Linked DNA regions of Sus scrofa: region 2 is linked to region 1. Evidence: chromatin contacts called from public Hi-C data. All regions are on one chromosome and are shown on one strand. The core of a region is the stretch at or near the end of the contact, and the rest is flanking DNA. Distances in the headings are between cores, read along the strand shown.

Region 1 (4,733 bases), core at 2,068-4,567:
GGTAAAGACTGGACACTTGTAATGCCAGGGGGCACAGGGGAAAAAGTCCATAGTAGCATCCATGGTGTCAGAAAAAACAGAACTGTCTAGATCTCTCGGTGTCTCAACAAAATGGCAAACATTGCTCAGCTTAGAGAAAGTTTTGAAATTAGCCCCCTTTTTTATTTTTATTTTTTATTTTTATTTTTGCTTTTTAGGGCCACACCTGTAGTATATGGAGGTTTCCAGGCTAGGGGTCGAATCAGAGCTGTAGCTGCTGGCCTATGCCACAGCCATAGCAATGCCAGATCTGAGCTGCATCTGTGACCCACACCACAGCTCGTGGCAATGCCGGAACCTTAACCTATTGAGTGAGGCCAGGGATCGAACCTATGTCCTCATGGATGCTAGTCAGATTTGTTTCCACTGAGCCACAACGGGAACTCCAGCCCCCTTTTATAATCCCCATCATTCACCTGTTCCTCATGATCTCAGAAATGGCTAGACAGATGCACAGGACATTAAAACTCCTTTATCCCTTCATTTGGGTCTGTAAGAATCAGACAGGAAACCTTAATGACAGGACTCATTTCAATCTACATGGTTTACATAAAACCAGCAGAGTTCTCTTTTTAAAGATGAACCAAAAGAGAGAAATGTTCAGACACAGGAAAGATATCATGGTTCAAAAGAAAGAGAATTGTCTGAAAAAGATGCAAATGCCTGCCAGTGGAGTAGATTTGCTGTAAGAAATGATATTTTTGAAAATACCTCAGTTTCGTTCTTAACGAATTAGACAAAACATACTTTGCACATCTGCGCGTGCACACACACACACACACACACACCCGAGATTAGGCAGTCCTGAAAGAGCAAGATCTAAGATCAGGAAAAAATACTCAGGGATCAAACATATAATTGCTGAATTAAACTGCAAGGAAAACAGTAACTGAATACAGAGGAAGAACAAATCAGGGGAGGAAGAGAACTAGTCTAATCAATTATCTTAGGTGTCAGAATAAAAAGATAAAGAGGAGTTCCCTGGTGCTGCAGTAGGATCTGGCATTATCACCGCTGTGGCTCAGGTCTCTGCTGTTGCACAGGTTCAGTCTCTGGCCCAAGAACTTCCTCATGCTGCATGTGTGGCCAAAAAAAAAAAAAAGATAAAGACACAAAAACAAAGAGTGAAAATATTAAAATAAAAACTTGAAGATAGCATAACACTTCCCATTTTGAAAGGTTCTCCACAAGGCAGGAAAAATTGTAAAAAGAGACACATTTTCAGATATATACTCAATAACATGTTTCAGTTTCAAAAATAAAGGAGAAAAACATCAGTTTGCATCTACTCGAAATTAAGAAGGAAGAGAAAGAAGTGACAGAGCAAGAAAGGAAATAAATGATGTCTTTTAACTCCTAGTAAAAGTAAGTTTAAAAATGTTAGGAGTTTCCGTCATGGCTCAGTGCTTAACGAACCTGACTAGCATCCACGAGGACATGAGTTTGATCCCTGGCCTCACTCAGTGGGTTAAGGATCTGGCATTGCAGTGAGTTGTGGTATAGGTCACAGACTCAGCTTGGCTCCTGCATTGCGGTGGCTGTGGCATAGGCTGGTGGCTACAGGTCCGACTGGACTCCTAGCTTAGGAACTTTCATATGCTGTAGGTGCAGCCCTAAAAGGACCAAAAAAAAAAAAAAAAAAAAACTCAAAGACTGTAAACTTGTTTGCTTCTCCACAGCACCCTGGAGATACAGACAGAGAGTAGGTGTTCAACAGATAGGCTGAAGAAATGAAATTTCAGTCTTTTAAGTAGACAAATTTTTGACCAAGATGTCTGCAACAAGCCATATTGTTGTCCTAGTTTGAGAAGAACAGAAAGACAATCTCATACATGACTTTAGAAAGTATAATTTGCTTCCATGCCCTTCATGAAAAACATATTCAAATGTGCATGACAACAGACTGAAAAATGAATAAGAGTACAGACATGAAGCTATGGGGAGGTATCGTTATTATAAAACTGGTATTAAGAAAGAAAATTAAATGTGGAGTAAGTCTAAACAGTTATTGTTAAAGTTTATACACTTGAAGCAAATGATAAAATACTTTTTGCAAAGTATTATAAATACAATATAAACAAAATAACACATAAATGTTTTATGCCTATAATGTTAAGAATGTTATGATCACAGTGAATTAAACACACATTTACAGTAAATCTGGATTTTAAGTCTCAGATTATGAAAACAAAAAAATCAGGATTTGGGTTGAAAGTCATAGGAAAAAATGCATTAAAATTCCCTTTTATAAGAAGACTAGATGTACTCATACCAATTTTTACTTGATGATGATAATTTTTTTAAATGTCACCTGAGATTTAATTTTTTAAAACAACTGAATTAACCAAGAAGGCAGTAAACCGAATTGATGAAATTGTTTAAGTTTGTACTCGGGATGCCCAGAATCCATGCTGGGTACTTATTCACCCTTGTCCTTCCTTGATCCAGATGCCCGCCTTTTTCCTGCTAGCTTGTCAAAATGGATTTAAGGAAAGCTTCGTGGTGCACCAGCTAACAGAGAATTGCCCTAATCAGCCTTAATTTGTGGTCTCCGCCAGGAGCCAGGCAGGTAAAGGAGTCCCTGATCTGTCAGGTCTCTCTGCTGGCCTCAAAGTGCCACCTCTCAGCTGACCCACAGCCATCCCACCCACCAACACCTCAGGCTCACACCCACCACATTCCACAAGCCCAGGCCATCAACAGCTGCTTTGTGTTGCGCTTACAAAGCTCAGCTTGCTGTTAAAGGACCTCAGAGCACTCCCTCTCTGTTATGATATTTTGACTCATTTGGACCTGAGATTACCCACACGGAGATTTCTGGCCTGGCCCCCAGAGTTTTCGGCCAGCGTTTACAAAAAGACTTGGGGATAGACCCTCTTCCCAGAGGTGTTCATGGATTATCCCATCAGGAGTACTTATAGGACTAAGGAACCTTCCAGCCCACTGGTTCTGGTTCGGGGCTCTGAAGCTGAGAGCTTTCTCTGGTTCTGAATGTGCTTACATTTGCATACTGGTGGGGGTGGGGGGTTCCCGTAATTCATAACACTTCACGTCTCATAACAAAGCCACCCTGTGAAGGACTAGCCCAGCAGGACACAGAAATGTATCCGCGGTCCCCATGCTGCCTCCTACTCAGAATTCTCACCCCCTGAATCACCTCTCAGACTCCAGCGAGCGCTGAGGAACTGCTGAAAAGCCACTGTATTTGCTCTCCTCTGTTTGCTTTTCACACCTTTCCTGCTTCAGCAGGGAGGTGATTCCGCTTTCGGGTTTGAAAAAGCCTGCTTCTGAGCACTAGGCTCCATTGAGGAGTGAAAGTAAACAGGAAGGGAGCGGGTTCCCAGAATTCTTCATAACCTGTATGTTAAGTGTGTCAACAGGATGCCGAGAACGAGATCTGTCGAGGAAATTCCACAACTAAATAACGAAACTTGATGGCGACTGAAGGGAGAGGCCTGGATGGTGTTTGCTTTGATCTAAGGACCCAGGAACAAGAGTTTGGGAGGAGAGAATTTAGAAACAAAGTGGGGGGGGGGGATTAACACTCAGTAATCCAAAGAGTAAGACTATTGTTTGGCAGCAGCTAAGACTGAGTTTCCACCTTACAGGAGAGATCAAGTCAGGGGTTCAGAGAGAAGACTTTCTCTTGATTCTGATTTAGAACTTTCAGAGAAGCGTCATGTGTTAGCTTGCCCCCAGCATCTAGGATTTTCACTTTTTAACTTCTGTAAAGGGACTAAATTCCATTTCAGAAGAACATGCTCAAGAAATATGAGGGGCAAAATATCACTTCCTTTCTTTCCATTCACCTACCCCAGGGAACACATCCCCATGTGGGAATGTTTAAACTCCCCCCCCCCCCCAGTTTTTCTCAGAGACATCAAAGGATGCTGAATCAGGTTTAATAGTTTACAATCGGAATTTGTCTTTATGAAAACGTCAGGCTGTGTAATTTATGGAAATTAGGCATACATGCATCTCCATTGTGCTACGAGGCATTACGATACAGTAAGATTAGGCAGAGGGACACAGATCTCATGATATATGAAATACTTTGTGTCTAAGCACTGCTCAGAGGCTGGAGGGGGATTTAAAAACCCTATTGTCCATCACAAGGCAAGGGGAGTTTCAAGAATAACCTAGTTTTGTTGTTTTTGTTGTTTTTTTAAGGGAGAGAGGTAGCTCTTTTGTGTGTTTCATATTTTACTCTGAAAACCACGTGATATATCACTTTGTTTTACAATTAGAAGGCATTCTTCTTAGTCTGTTGTGTTGTTTTGCAAATAGAACAACGGGGTTCTATATGGTTCAGATAATATTCATTTGTCTGAACTAGAAAGTCTAGCAATTTCTGATAAATATTGGGAATAAGCAAATCTGTAATATTCAGGGACATCTGGGTAGTTCCTTTTTCTCTTTAATAAAGTATTACTCAGTCTGAACTTTGCAAGTGGAAAGAATTTCTTTTGGTTGAAACACATTGGGTCTGCTATGTTAAATTGGGAAGGAATGCATTTCTTTTTCTTGATTCTTAAGTTTCTTGGAAAACACTCCTCTGAAGGTTTTAGAAATAAAAAAGTCAGCAACAATAATAATCATAATAACTGGTGATAATAAAAATAGCTTGGTTTTTGTGTGTGCCATTTGTTTTTCAAAGATTAGCCACATACACTTATTTAGTTGATCAAAGCACT
Region 2 (4,391 bases), core at 1,750-4,249, 1.2 Mb before region 1:
TTTAATTTCTATCAATACCTGCTTAAACAAACAAAAAAAGTAAGCTAAATAAGATCTTTGAGATAAAAGATCAGTTCCAATTACTAAAGTAGTTTACAAAGTAAAAGAAAAAGAGAGAGAAGGAAGTAGTCTTTCAGAGAAAAAATTTTAAATGATCCTTAACAAGCTTACATAGTCCATGCTTGCTGGCATATGACAAGAAAATGAAGTGATTATGTTATCAAGAAAAGTTCTCTTGTGTGTATGGGAGTGTGTCCAATTTTTTGTTTTTCTAAGGATGTGCATATTAATTTCACAGGTATTTAGCTATTTACTATTATTGTTTGGCATACTCCCAAAAAGTTAACCTGCAGGAAGTTAAATGCACAATTTTCTAATACTATTCAGGAAGAAATTTTAAAATTCAGAACCTATCCTTAGGTGGCACGGTGGCTAAACTTCCTAAAGCAAAGAATAAAGTTAGAGTACCATCAAAAGAACTGCACTTCAAAGACTTGTATTTATAGGCATTTACCTTCCAACAATGTATGTTTGTATGAAAACTAAACTTTTCATTTGCAGCTCAGGGACCCCCCACCCCACCCCTCGCCGTGACTGTAAAGTGAAAACTACTAGCTGAGGCAATAAGGGAGAGAGCATTCAGGCCCTGACATTTTTGTTCAGATTTCAGCACCACGTTTCCTTCACTACCCCCTTTTCTGGAATCTCAGGTCAAGATCTAAACTTGCCCTGGTTCCAATCATTTCAAGTAAAACCAGGTTTTACAGCGGTTTAAATGTTCTCCTTCACGGAAGTAAACCTTACCTTGACTTTAAAACATCATGTTTCAAAACCGTATTTAATGTGTTTATGTTGTCCATGATAGAATTTTATAGAGCCAACACTAAGTAAACTCTTTTCTGATAACTCTTTATAGATCCTTCATAAGGATAATTTTTTTCAAGTACCTAAAATTCACTTGATATCCTCCTAAATGCATTTATTCCCTTTTTGTTTAATAGGACATTCTTGCGCTTAAACTTTAAATTATTCGGAAGAGCATGAAATGATAAGTGCTAAAACAGAATTCTGCATTGCTTCCTCCTCAACCCACTTTCCGTGCTGAGCAAAAAGCACCACAGAATTGTTCCGAAAGTGGCTGGGGTCTTTTTCTTCGGGGTACTTGACATAACACGAATCCCGTCCCCCATCGCAGACAAACTCGGTAGATCACACTTTGACAAGACGCCCTTAACAGGCCCCAAATTGCCCAGCGCTGCGGGCCTGGGAAAGAGGGAGCAGAAGGAGTAGCGGGGGGCGGTCCAGTGAGGCTCGGGATGGGGGAGCCATTTGCAAAGAAAGAGATGGCTCAACTCAGGCCTTTAGACTGAGGGCGAGGCAATGGGTTGGATGAGAAGAGCGACTCCAAGCGCTGAGGGCCGCGCGGGTGGAGAGGTGCCAGTCCGAGCGGGTCCCCACCACGGCCTGCCACGCTCACACCCCGAGGGCGCAGAGGCTGGCGGGGCGCAGAGGCTGGCGGAGCGCAACCTGGGAGCGCTGGCCCCGGCTGCCTCGCCCCGCTGGACCCACGCGCGACGGCGAGCGGAGCGCGTCCCGGGCGCTCGGGCAGCGCGGGTGGCGGCCTCCGCGTTCACAAAGAGAACGGCCTCCATGCTCCACTTCCCTGAACTCGGGAAGCGCCCCAAGGAGCGCGTGGGCCGTCAACCCCGGGTCTGCGATTACTTCTTCATTAGAGACTCGTAGAGACAGGGAGGCGGGGATATCTGCGGGCAGCAGAGCGCAAAGGGAGGAAGGAAGGGGAGCTGCTGCCACGAGAAGGGATGCAGAAACTGCCAGAAGGGTGGAAAGGGGGCACTGGGGCTCAGCAGGAAGGGCCGGGGAGGGGGCAGCGGAGGGCCGCGGGGGTCACCAAAACGATCAGACCTAAGTTGGCTGGTTCCGGTTGGAGAGCCAGCCCTAACTTCGCCTAGTTGGTAAGATGCGGTCTTCCTCCAGAGTCTCCCTCTGGGCAGGTCCCTTGGGGCTCGCCGCCGCCTTCGCCTCCTCCCGGGGGAAGTGGGAGGCGGGGGAAGAGTCGTGGGGGTTTGAGCGCTGCCACCGAGGGAGCTGCGGCCGTCCCGGCGCATCTTTCCTTCTGCGGCCTGTAGAGGTGCCCCCGGGTGGATTCTGCCGCCCCAGGACCCCTTCTCCTCTCCCTCCGTCCCCAGGAGGGCAACACAAAGCCAAGGAGCTGAGGTTACTCTTTTTTGAATGCCACCTCCGGTAGCCCCCCTCTTCGCGCCACCCCGCGGTGACAAGAGCAGGGACTCAGCCCTGAACCGACCCGTGAGAGTTCCCAACCGCAAGGTGACTCCGTTTACAGAGTCCGAGGAACAAAGTCGTGTCTCCCTTGCCCTGGGCATCCGCGACTACTTGTCGCCCCTCTACCCGCCTCCTCAGCCTCAGAGAACTCGCCGGCAAAGGGCTGCGAGTGGCGGGTCTAGAGCGGGAGGAAGGGACCAAGCAGAGCTGCCAGCGGGCCCGCCCCTCCTTTGGGCAGTGGCCCCTCCCTGGGCAGCGCCCTCCCGGAGAGTTCAAACCCAGGATGCGCGTTCTGGAAAGCTAGTGAGGGCTACCCTTAGCACCCCTCCTACTGTGCCGATGACCCCTCCAATCTATAGGCTGAGCGACCGCGATGGTGGGGAGGAAGGGGGAGGAAGAACCCATACTCACAGTCTCTCCGTGTTGCGGGGGATATTCCTGGGCACACTGCGCAGCGCCAGCCCGTGACAGTCCACTGTGCTCCCGGAGCAGGAGCACTGCGCCGGACACGCCTGCGGCGTCACCTCCTTCAGGATCGCCAGCACTAACCCCAGCGACAGGGACAGCGTCTGCCAGCCGACGCCGCGCATCTTCCCCCGCCGCCTCCTAGCTCGTGGGCGCCGGGGGTTTCTTTTAGCTCGCTGCTCCTCTCAAACCACGCTGCGCCTGAGGCCCAGTGCCTAGCGCGAGGCTAGCAATCCAGAATGTCCGGATAATGTGCACAAAATAATACGAAAGTAATAGTAATTTTCAAAGCAGTAGAGCTGACACAGGTACGCGCCTCTCAGCTCCCCTCACCCTCCTCCAGCTCGGCAGGCGCTCCTTGGGCAACTTTAAGATCAACTGCCCTGGTCAAGGCTACCGGGAGACCCCAGAGGAGCGGGGGAGGAGATCACGCGTCGTCTATTCTCGCAGATATCAACTTGCCAGTAAAAGACCTGGGACTCCCAACAGCAGTGAAGATTCTGAAGATGCAGGGGCCGGTTGCGCGTGGAACAGGAGTACTCGGATTCCACGGACCCCCTCAGCAAATCCAATTCCAGTGGGGATGGTAGGAGACAGAGGAGGGAGGCTCAGTAGGAACGGTGGCCTTGATCGAAGTGGGCTCTCCAAAACTAGAAGGCGCAGGGGCCCCGCGGGGCTGCAGTGGAGCGCGCTGGACTACCGGACATGGCGTGCGGGGGCGCACACGGCTGGCGCGCAGCCTAGGGGGAGCGGGACGTCGCTGCGGGGTTCCTGGCGTGTCTCACTCACGCGGTCTCCCCACAGCCTGCGGCTCCTCCGCAGCCCTGACCGAACCTCGTCGTCTACCGACAGCCGATGGCGGTTTGCAAACACACATGCACTCCGCCGAAGGACGTCTGGGCAATTCCACCTTCTGCCCGCGTCCTTGGCGACGCTCCGCACCAGGGCCTTCCCCGAGGTCACGCAGAAAAGACAAAAGGGCAATCGGGCCGCCGCAGCAGGCAGGAATATCCACTAGTGACAACCCAGGCAGAGAAAATCCCAGAGGCCAAGTTGAGGATGAGAGCTCTTGCTGTGATTGAGCAGGGAATGGCTGGCAGGCCGACCGCAAAGAGTGGAAAGGCCAAGCTGGAGGTGTTCGCGTCCTGGGTCCTCCCGGGGTGTTCCGGAGGGTGGCGAGGTGGCAGTTGGGTCGGTGGAATCTGCTGATCCTAAAAGACCCCAAGATGCAGTGAACGGCAGTCCTGTGTGCGTGCGTGTGTCAGCCCCTCTCGTCTCCCGGATACGCCGCAGCTCCGCAACAGACACCTGATGGCAAAGGTGGAAGAGACAAGACCGGGCTCTTGGGTGGGCGCAGCCCCTAGGTCTCCCCCCCAACAGCTGCCCACAAGTGGGTCCTCCTTCTCAAAGTGCAGGAACTTTTCCCAGGCTTTGAATCCAGTCCCACAGCCACCGTGAGGGTCCTGCTGCCGACGTCGCGACGCCGCCCGGCTCCGGGCGCTGCACCTGACTTGGCGGCCGCAGTCCAGAGCAGCCGGTCTCCTTCCAGCCCCTTCCCCTCTCCCGGCGGCTTTCCGCGCCTCCTTCTCTGGGGAGTGATGAGGGGGAGAGGGAAGGCGGCGACA

The links. Hi-C and Micro-C count contacts between places; a contact is called where the count stands out from the background.
Region 2: a Hi-C map of skeletal muscle shows a contact between it and region 1, with 5 times the contacts expected there. The contact joins the promoter of SLIT2 here to the enhancer-like site in region 1. A contact is called at or near these places in 14 of 47 Hi-C or Micro-C datasets (brain, embryonic fibroblasts, epiblast stem cells and 9 more).

What each region holds. Positions count from the first base shown.
Region 1 is chr8:13,516,660-13,521,392 of Sscrofa11.1, reverse strand. No RefSeq gene overlaps it. Among named protein-coding and RNA genes, the nearest start is that of LCORL, 550 kb to the right of the region's middle. Within about 2 kb of position 3,317, at least 22 of the 83 cell types and tissues checked have an H3K27ac peak or open chromatin away from gene starts, as enhancers often do. A contact at or near this core is called in epiblast stem cells, omental adipose tissue, skeletal muscle and 1 more, where this site is marked.
Region 2 is chr8:14,757,034-14,761,424 of Sscrofa11.1, reverse strand. It overlaps SLIT2 (slit homolog 2 protein), which reads right to left and starts at 2,999. Exons shown (of 39, transcript XM_021101059.1): 1 at 2,713-2,999. The coding sequence starts at 2,891.